Linked DNA regions of Sus scrofa: region 2 is linked to region 1. The links are chromatin contacts, called in public HiChIP or PLAC-seq maps. All regions are on one chromosome and are shown on one strand. Each heading gives the region's core, a stretch centred on a gene start, on an enhancer-like site or on the middle of the called end of the contact. The rest is flanking DNA. Distances are from core to core; before and after follow the strand shown. Region 1 holds the start of HIP1 (huntingtin-interacting protein 1). Region 2 overlaps HIP1 (huntingtin-interacting protein 1).

The links. HiChIP or PLAC-seq counts read pairs in DNA pulled down with a chosen protein or histone mark.
Region 2: a contact with region 1 is called in an H3K27ac HiChIP or PLAC-seq map of skeletal muscle. The contact joins the enhancer-like site here to the promoter of HIP1 in region 1. A contact is called at or near these places in 16 of 47 Hi-C or Micro-C datasets (adipose tissue, alveolar macrophages, brain and 9 more) and 1 of 2 datasets of contacts at active chromatin or transcription factors (skeletal muscle).

What each region holds. Positions count from the first base shown.
Region 1 is chr3:10,413,913-10,418,708 of Sscrofa11.1, reverse strand. HIP1 (huntingtin-interacting protein 1) reads right to left here and starts at 2,291. Exons shown (of 34, transcript XM_021086314.1): 1 at 2,094-2,291. The coding sequence starts at 2,213.
Region 2 is chr3:10,472,809-10,477,604 of Sscrofa11.1, reverse strand. All of the region lies in intron 1 of HIP1 (huntingtin-interacting protein 1), which reads right to left. Among named protein-coding and RNA genes, the nearest start is that of HIP1, 59 kb to the right of the region's middle. Within about 2 kb of position 2,879, at least 35 of the 83 cell types and tissues checked have an H3K27ac peak or open chromatin away from gene starts, as enhancers often do. A contact at or near this core is called in adipose tissue, embryonic fibroblasts, mesenteric adipose tissue and 4 more, where this site is marked.

The DNA.
Region 1 (4,796 bases), core at 1,042-3,541:
CATCTCATAGGTCCCCATCGAGACTAAAGAAGGTAACATAATAAAGTACTTAGAACAGCACCAAACAGTAATTAGTTACAACTATCATTTTACCTTCACTAATTCTCACGGTCTCTTAACTCGTTATTATTTTTTTTCTACCTTATGTTTATATCTCATAATACATTTGATTGTCATTAAACAAAATATATTTTTGCAGACTGGCTGAGGGTGAGTTTTAGGATTGTCCGCTTTTCTTCTCTTCACTCTCCTACTTCCCTAATAGTTTCAACAATAGAAAAACTCTCTTTTCCTGATTCATTCTACCCCCTTCCTTTCACTCCACACACACACACACACACACACACACACACACACACACACACACAGACACGGTCAAATCTGGCCAATGATAAGTGTTTCAGAGAATGTAAAGTACCTGCAAACACTGACCTAGACTCTCCTTGCTGGGCTGTCCCTGAATGGCTAGGCAAATTTTCACAAACCTAATTTCCATCACTATAACGGGTCAAAGTCTTTTGTGTATTTCTCTATTGCTCCAGTTTTTACTTATTTGAGACTCTAGAAGGAGGGAATTACCATTTATTTTCCTTTTCCATTAAAAAAAAAAAAAAAAAAAGATTCACACTGCGTCCTGGAGCAAGAAGCCTCATGTGCCCAGGCAGCTAGTTGAGGCAGTGACACCCACAGCAGACAGGTAGCTTCCTTCTTTTCTGCAGTCCAGCCCAGAAAGTCAGAGGACAAAACCTCAAACCTAGCTGGACCCTGGGAAGCGGAAGTGAACGGCCATCTCTCCCATCCCATCTGAGACAGGATGATGACCTGGAGGGGACACTCTCTATTTACATCACCCAAACACACCTGCGAAGGTCCAGAGGTGCCTCGAAAAAGAAGAGGATGAGGTCCCCTGCGACGAAGAGCTTTATTCTTTGCCAGATTCTATACACAGAACACTCAGGACCTCGAACTCTTTTCCATCCAAAACCCCAAAGCCCTTCCCTCATAGGGTACTGTGTTTGGAGGGGGAGGTGAGCAGAACACAGCAGGAGAATCAGCCTCTGGCAGTGGAGGCCCCCCTGGATCTTCAAAGGCTCCACTCTGAGAGCAAGAGTGAAGAACAAATCTGCCCATACAACTTTGGCACTGGTATTAATAGAAGTGCTGTGCCCTTCGAAATGGATTTTGCATACAAACGAGCCGAAAATATGTCAGCTTTATTCAGTCCAATCAATACTCCAGGCATTAAAACTCTGAGGTAAAAATGGATTGTGGCTTTTTGTTGATGACAGAGAAGAATTTTGGCCCCCAGCCCTGGTCAGGCTGGACAAATGGGGCAGCCTGCCGATTCGCTGTCAGGCACATTTTGGGGGATGAAACCAAAACCCCAACTCAGGGTTCTGGGTAGCTCAGGGCAGCTCAACTTGACCAGCATGGGGCCGTCGGTCGGAGAGCCTCGGACCCTGCCCCCCTGGCCGGCCCCCTCCTCCAGCCCCCAGTTATCGTCCAAACTCGGCCACACATCGCATTTCCTACATTCCTTCTCGCCGCTCAGACCCCTTCAGCTCGGCCCTCAGAGGCCGACAGCTGGGGGTGGTGTGAGCCAAGCAAGAGGCACAAGGAAGGGGGTGCTAGAGGTGGGGGGAATGTCAGCGCAACCCTGAGGCGACAGAGAAGGGAGCAAAGGGCTCCCACCCCTCAGACACCCGACCCGGCGCCCCACTGGTGTCCCTCAGCAGCTCCTCAGTGAGCTGCCCCAGACTAGGGGCACCCCTTTCATTCGGCCCCTTTCGGGTTCCTTCCCCCTCTCGCCGCTCCTGAGACCCCTCCCCTGCCCCGCCAGGACCCTCCGCCTTCGGCCGCGCAGCTGGCATCCTGCCAGCAACTCGGGGCCGCCCTGCCCTCTTCCCCAGATGCCCTCGGGGTCCCCGACCGTCCCGAATCGCCTGGACCAACACGCTAGATGAGCTCTCTCGCGGCCCCTAGCCCGGTCCTTCCCTGGGCCTGCAAGACCTCTACTCCCTTCAAGTCCGCCTCTGGACACAGAGTCTCGGGATGCCCCAGCCGTGCACGCCCCGGCGTCCCCGGGTCCTCACCTGAGTCCGCTCGAAGCTCTCCCGCTCTGCCGCCTCCATCCCCGCGCCGACCCCACGCCGGCTCAGCACCTTTGGCAGAGGGTTGGGTACCTGCTTCATGGAACTGGCCATCCGGTCCATGTCGCCTCGCGGAGCCGAGTCAGGGGCCCTCTGCCGCCCCGGGATCCCCACGGCGCCGCCTGCCCCGCCCTACCCGCTGGGATCCGGCGCTAACGGGACGGCTCCCTCCTCCCATTGGCTGAGAGCGCTGCTACTCTCTCGAGGCCCCGCCCCCACTCAGAGGCTTCCCCGCCCGCCCCCGCCCCCTCCGGAGCTCCTCCGGCGCGCCCCGCCCGCCCGGGCCCCCGGGACCTAGAGGCGAGAGCAGAGCGGCCGGGAAGCCTGTCAGTCACTGGGTCCCGCGGCTCCAGGCGGGGGCGGGCGAGGGGCGGGGCGGGGGCGGCCCTGACCTGCCCTGGCCAGCCCCTCGCCGCCCCACCGCCCCTCGCCCGCCCCTCCCCCGACGCCAAGCGCGCCGCTCTCCTCGCCCTGCCGTGGCCGCCCCTTCCTCTAGAGCAGCGCTCTGCTTGTGCGGAGGGTCGCTGCCAGGTCCCGGCTTGGTGGGCGGCAGCCAAGCTGGAGGAGAGTCAACGGGACTCCCGCAGGGAATCTGGGCCCGCCTGGGACTGGCCTATTTACTCGCTCGGGATGAACCAACTCGGCGGCCGAGTCCCGGGATGCGCTACCCCGAGGCCGGCTTCTGCAGATTGGGTCGGCTTCTTACAAACCTGGACGCCTTGGGTGGCAGCTCCCACCCAGCTCCCTTGCTTCTTCCTCATCCCATCCCTGCCCCGAATCCCTGCCCATCCCTTTTGTAATGATCGCGACCCAGGAGCGCTGGGCTGGGTCCGTGGAAGCCTCTCGACACCTTTCCAAACCTCTCATTATCTGGATCTAGCCAGAACATATCGTTGGTAGAATCCCCTGTAGACACTTTATATTTATCCCCGGCTCTGGGACAACCTCCTGTCCTGCTCAGACGTCCGCCAAGGAACCGAAAGGCGACAGGCAGAGGGAAGTGTGATCCCTTAGCCGAGTTGCTGAAGAAAGTGAAGTTTCCCGTTACGTGCCAATTTTGGTGTTTTAAAAATAAACGCTTTGAAACTCAGTAAAGAAAGGCATTACTTTTTTTTTTTAAACTAAGAGCTTTTGATAAAATTCACACATTCAATAGAGAAGTGGAAGAGGGGGTGGGCCTCTGCAGGCACTAGGGAGCCACTGAAGGCTTTTGCTCAGACCTGTGCTTTTCAGAGCTGGCATTGTGTGGACGGGATTACTGGGGGAGAGGGAAGTGAGGGGACAGATGGGGAGATTCCAGCAGTAGGTGAGAGACAATGAGGGCCTCCACCAGCAAGGAAGGGAGAAAGTTCAGTCCTGTGGGACGTTCTGTGAATAGGTTTGGACAAAGAGAACAGAGGGAGCGAGGAGGCAGTGTTGGGGCAGAATTTCTGTAGAAGAATTTAAGGGCGAGGTTGATGGACGGGAATTGTCTCAGGCTACATGTGCACAGCAAGCAAGCTGGTTTCACCTTGTCTTAGATTGTGCTAGTAGGGGAGGCCCTGGGAGTGACTCCCCTTGGGTTTCTCTGGGATGAGGTTAGCTGTCACCTCATTTTCCAGGCTTTGCTCTAATCTTGGGAGAGGAGGCACCTGAACAGAACTGTGGCCTAAGGTAGAAAATGGATCACTGAGAGACCCCAATCTCTAGATCTCCAAGCCTCGATTTCCTGCTAGTGCCTCCCATTGGCCAAACCAGCTGGAAGTAGGAGGGCTAGGGTGATGGTCACCCCTGCCCCCACCCCTCTTTCCAGGCTCAGAGCAGAGTGGAAAAGAGTGCAGGCTGGATCTGGAGATTCCCCGCATGGGGGCTCCCAGGAGTGTACCTACAAGGAAAACAGGTAGCTTCATAAGATGACCTCTGTGTGCCCATTCTTGGTCCTGCACCTGCCTGGTGCCCTGGACCCAGCTAAAGAGTGATTTATGATCCTTTGCCCAGAGTTTATGGCTTCAATAAACAGGGGCTTTTTAAACGGGGATTAAGGGATCAGCCTACTTCTTATTAGAATAAACCAGAGTAGGAATCAGGAATTTGTGGTTTGGAGGCACCCTATGGAGAAAGACTCAAGCTGGTTACCTTCCTCTGCGAAACTCAGAGTGAGTTAAAAATAACATTTCCCACTTGCCACAGAGCAGAACTCTTTGCCAAGGATTGAGGGGAACCCTCCCCTGGGATATAAACTTCAGGAATCTGCTAGTTTCCTTCAGCTCTTACTACCTCTCCCAGTAATGCTGGAACCACCTGTTTGATACCTTCTGGGGATGCCAGGTTTCCAGACATGGAATCCTACCTCTGGGAAACCCACAGGAGGAATGGTAATTGTCTTTTGACCTGTCCCATTCCACACCTAGTTTGAATCTGATTTTTTTTTTTTTTTTTGGCTACACCCAAAGCATGCAGAAGTTCCCTAGCCAGGGATCAAACCCATACCACAGCAGTGACCCAAGCCACAGCAGTGATGACACCAGATCCTTAACCTGCTGAGCCACCAGTGAACTGAGGGTCTGATTTAATATCTGGAAATGAAGATACGCAAGCTGACCAAACTATTCCTATGGGTCCCTAGAGTCTGAGCATACATGTTTTAATAGCTCAACGAGGCATAAT
Region 2 (4,796 bases), core at 1,630-4,129, 58 kb before region 1:
CAGGGGCCAGGCCAGATGCTCTGCCTGCGTTGTCTGTCTAATCCCTCAGTTCACGGCCCCACAGATCTGGACGCTGAGCTATGGAGAGGGTTGTGTCTTCCCAGGGTCTCACAGATGTGACCATGACAAGTCAATGCCTGCAAACTTCCTGCCTTCCCTCTGGATTCACAGCCCACCTTCCCAGGATAAATTCAGGCACGGCTGGGGCTCGGAGCCCTGTCCACTGACAGCGTGTCAGCCTTCCAGGAGCGAGGCCACGGGAGCCCCTCCCATCAGCTGGGACAGCTGGAGATGTCACAGCTGCTCCTGGCCACCCTCGGGAGCTGCAGCATAACTGCGTAATGAGAAGAGGCTTGAAGTGCCACTTAGAGCCAGGGAAGGTCAAGGGCTCTGCTGGCATCAGGTCCCCTCCAGGACCCAGGGCGTTCCGGGAGCCTACCCAGGAGCCCAGGAATACAGCCCCTGGAAGTGCACCCTCCTGGTCAGGGAGACGGCCTTTCTAGGAGGAGGGGCCAGCGGCCTGGGGTTACCCCCTCTCACTCTGCCACTAAGGGCACATAGCCTGTGTGCCTGAGCCCCAGTTTTACATGTGTAATCCTCCACATCTAGAGTTCTGTTTCCTGTCCTGCTTGCCAGTGGCTCCCTTGGGCACTTCAAGGGAGTGCTGCAGCTGCTAAAGCAACCCAGAAACGGGCTCCTCTTCGGAGGACTGGACACAGAAAGGGGAGGGAGGGCGAGTGGGCAGCTAATAGTCTCAAAGCAAGAAAACCAGAGGTTCTCAGGCAATTCAGGAGGACGATGCGGGCTGCTACCAGGCTCCTGCTGATGCTGCAGGGCCGCTGGCACGTCTGCACAGAGACCGCCCCCCACGCACATTCAGAGAGGCGTCGGTGCACTTGAACTTTCCTCCCCTGGGGTCCAGGAGAGCAGCGTGTGGATGGAACTGTGAAGGGAGATGGGCAGCTGGGGAAAACCGACACACATGCAGGAAGGTTGGGCGGCTGCGCTGAGCACAAGGGGCAGCGTGACCCAGTGTGGCGAGTGGAATAGGCCAAGTGCGTCTGTGCCAGAAGCAGAGCTGTCTCACTGAGCAGGTGCATGGGAAGGGACAGGGCGTCCCAGCCAGGACCCTCGGGCCCATGTGTGGGCAACGGAAAACCAGAGAGGCTGCTGTGTAGGAAGAGCTGAACATGGAATCAGGAGGGAAAGTGGGGCTCAGCGACCCTCGGGCTGAGGCTGGAGCACCTGGGGAGGGTGGAGGGCGTTGGGCCACAGAGGGCGGGCCAAGTGATGGTTCCTGCCGCCCCTCCAGCCTGTAGACTCCCTCCTGCCCCCACTGGGTTTGAGCCAGACACTGGGAGGCTCCGGCAAGGAGGAGGGCAGAAGCTGCAGGTGGCTGGGGGCTGCAGTGGGGAGCCAGGAAGACAGGAACTGGGGCCTGGACTTCAAGAAAGGCACAATCAGAGAGACAGGAACGGCTGCAGGACGGAGGTCTGACCCTGGGGACAAGGGGTGCCGTTAAGTAAGGAACTGGGAGGAAACAGGACAACGAGGGCCCTGCTTCCTGGACTGCGGTGGGGAGGAACGGGGTCTTACTGCGTTAGTCCGCCCTGCTGGCCGGCCACGCTCTCAGGGAGGGCTGCTGGCCACACTGCAGCTTGGGCCGGTGGGCCCCCGAGGCACAGATTCAGGAGGCGCCAGGAGGGCCCTCTGGAAGCCTGGCTTGGTGCTCAGAACCAGAACTCATCTCAGGCCAGGCCCAGGGGAAGGCAGGAAAGCGCTCAGAGGTTGGGCCACTTGCTGGTTACGGGCTAAGGGGAACATGTGCTTCTGACCCTTTGGGACCTTGGGTACAACTTTCACAGTGATCCTTTCCCGCCAGTATTTATAAGGGACTCTTTTGTAATGAAGTCATAGAAAAGCTCTTTTCCAGGGTTCCTAGCCCTCGGGGCATGGCCTCAATCATCATCGTCGCTGTCATCAGAGACACCAGAGCCCTCAGCATCATTTCCCAAGCCCGCATTACGTAGGACACAGGGCCTGGCGTGGCAGTGCCTGCGTCTGAGTCTGAGAAATAAGAAGCTGAGAAGCAAGGCAGAGGGTAGAGGAAAACAAAGGTTGTTGTTGCCCGTGGAGCCACTCCACCCCCCGGGAAGTCAGGGCCCCACCCCGGGAATGCTGACATAACTGACCTGGGGACAGAGCCTGGGCATCAGCATTTTGAAGCTCCCCCAGGATGTGGGGATGTGCAGCCAAGACTGGGAACAACTCAATCACCGAGCAACCCCATAGCTGGGGCTCAGGAAGCCCCGCCCCAGCCCTGGCTGGAGCCCAGGGGCGCAGGAGATGAGGTGTGGCGCTTCCCTTAGCACTTCTCCTACATGGGGAATTTCTGAGCTTCCGCCTGGAATTTTCCATCCCTTGGCCAGAGGCTCAGCATAAGCGGGGACCTCTGAACGCTTCGGCCCTGGGAGCTTCCCTTCCTTCTTTACCCTGCTGTTCCCACCCCTGCCGTTCAACGCGGGTGTCCTTTTCTATATATTTGATATCACAGGGGAAAGAGACTTCACGCATGGCTGAGCGACACATAAATTCCTAGCATACCCCCAGAACTGATCCATTCTGCAGGATAGAGCCTCCAAGGAAGAAACGTAACCTGCTTCTGCTTTTAGCTGGAGGGTTCCGGGCAGCAAAGGTCTGTCTGCTGCGTTTCCAAAGCCTCTCCGGGCGGCCTGTGGGGGCCCGGCAGGGGTAAGGGGCCTGTGAGGGGCATGGAGACAGATGCAAGTCACTCAGCCAAGTTCCTGAGTCAGCAGACAGCCTGCAAACCTCGACGTGGGGCCCAGGCTGCCAGAGTGCTCTGCTCCTGCCCGCCCGGCTCCTCCCTGGAGGCAGGAATTTGGGGCTCCCTCAGACGGCTCAACCCAGAAGCTGCCAGCCTCCCTCAGAGGGGTTTTTCCAACCCTCATCCCCGGGCAGGACAGGCCCAGGAATCTGTCTCTGCCCAGTTACCTGATGAGCAAAGACCTGTCCCGGGAGCATGGACCAGAGCAGGAAGGTATCAACTCAAAGATGCCTATAGTGGCCAAGCACTGGCATTTCCGTGCTGGCGAGGGCGGCCGCCGGGCTAATTCCATGTTATTACAGCCTTACAGGAAGCCAGCCTGGCCCAGCTGTCCGCCAGCAGCGGTTTATGGGCCTTGGGGGCAGAGGGAGGGAGGAGAAAGGAGAGAAAGGAAAACACAGCCCTCTCCCCCCTCAAAAAATTGATCTGGAGTTATTTTTAGGTGCTTATTCATCCCACACATTCCTTTTTAAGAGTCAGGGCATGGGCTCTGCACAAAAGCCACTTAGCAGAAGGCAGCTGCTCACAGAGCAGATGGGGCAGGGGGCACCCACGAGCACAGGGCCTGCGTGAGGAGGGTCAGTGCGAGGGTCTTAAGGACCCCTCCCGCCCCCACCACACACACACAGTAAAAATATCCCAGGATCCTGAAGGCAGAGTAGGGAGTCTGGATGAAGTGAAGCTTTTAAATCCAAATTCCCAGGTTCAAGTCTGACCTCCAGCTTCCTCTTACCATACGGCTTCAGGCAAGTTACTAGGAAAGTCACATAAGACCCCCATCGTAGCTCAGCAGGTTAAGAACCTGACATAGTGTCTGTGAGGATGCGGGTTAGATCCCTGGCCTTACTCAGTCGGTTAAACGATCTGAGCTGTGGTGTAGGTCACAGCTGTGGCTCTGATTCAACCCCTAGCCTGGGAACAGCCATGTGCTGTGGGTGTAGCTCTTAAAAAAAAAAAAAAAAAAAAAACCCAAAAAAAACCAGAAGGGAAAAAAAAGACTCTGGGCTGCAACCCTGGCCACCCTTGAGCAAGTCACTCAACCTCTCTGAGCCTCACTTGCCACATCTACTAAAGGAGGCGAGTTAATGCAGGTAAAACAAGGAAAACTGGCTGTTAGACCCAGTGTTATGTAAGAGCTAGCTACTGTTTCTATTATAGCACCACACATATGTTAATTATGGCCGTCAGTAATAATAATCATTAAAATAGCACCGTGCGGTAGGATGGAGAATGAAGTCACACAAGGCCTGAGGTGGAAAAGAGCAAAGTTACAGAAAGTTGTAGTCACGACCCAACGCCTGCTGAGGGTGGGTGTGGAAGACGCTTTGCCTCTGTTCAGGCGTTCATGCCAAGCCTGAGTTTCTCCTCCTGCACGTAGGATAATGCCTTCTCTTGGGGGGCTCGGGGGTGGGGGGTGCATGCAAATGGAGCCCACAGCACAGGCACAGGGGGTGCTTGGTAATGCTAGTTGACGCTGAAATCACTTAGCCTGCTGTGATGGCTAATTTTGGGTGCCAACTTGACTAGGTCCCAGGGTGCCCACAGAGTTGGCTGAACCTTATTTCTGGGTGTGCTGGCTGACCCTCTGAGGGCAGGAACCTGGTCTCATTCCAAGCGCAGCCCAGGGCAAGGAGCTCTTCTAAACTTCAGGTGAGACCTTGAAGCACATGTGCAGGAAAAATTCTGCCGTTGCTAAATAAACTGACATTGCTGGGAGTGACAATCCCTTTAATAAACATGTTCATGTTCTAGGGAAAAGCCAGGTAAATAACAAATAAATGTCAATTGCCTTCACTAGGATACAGGCTCTGAGAAATAAATGTTTGGGAGAAACACAAACCGTGACCTCATCAGGCTGAGGAATTTCTGCTTCTCCTGCTGGGGTCACCTCTGCTCTGAGAATCCCGCTGGCAATGAAACACCTGATGAGGCTATTGCCACAGCTGTCAGG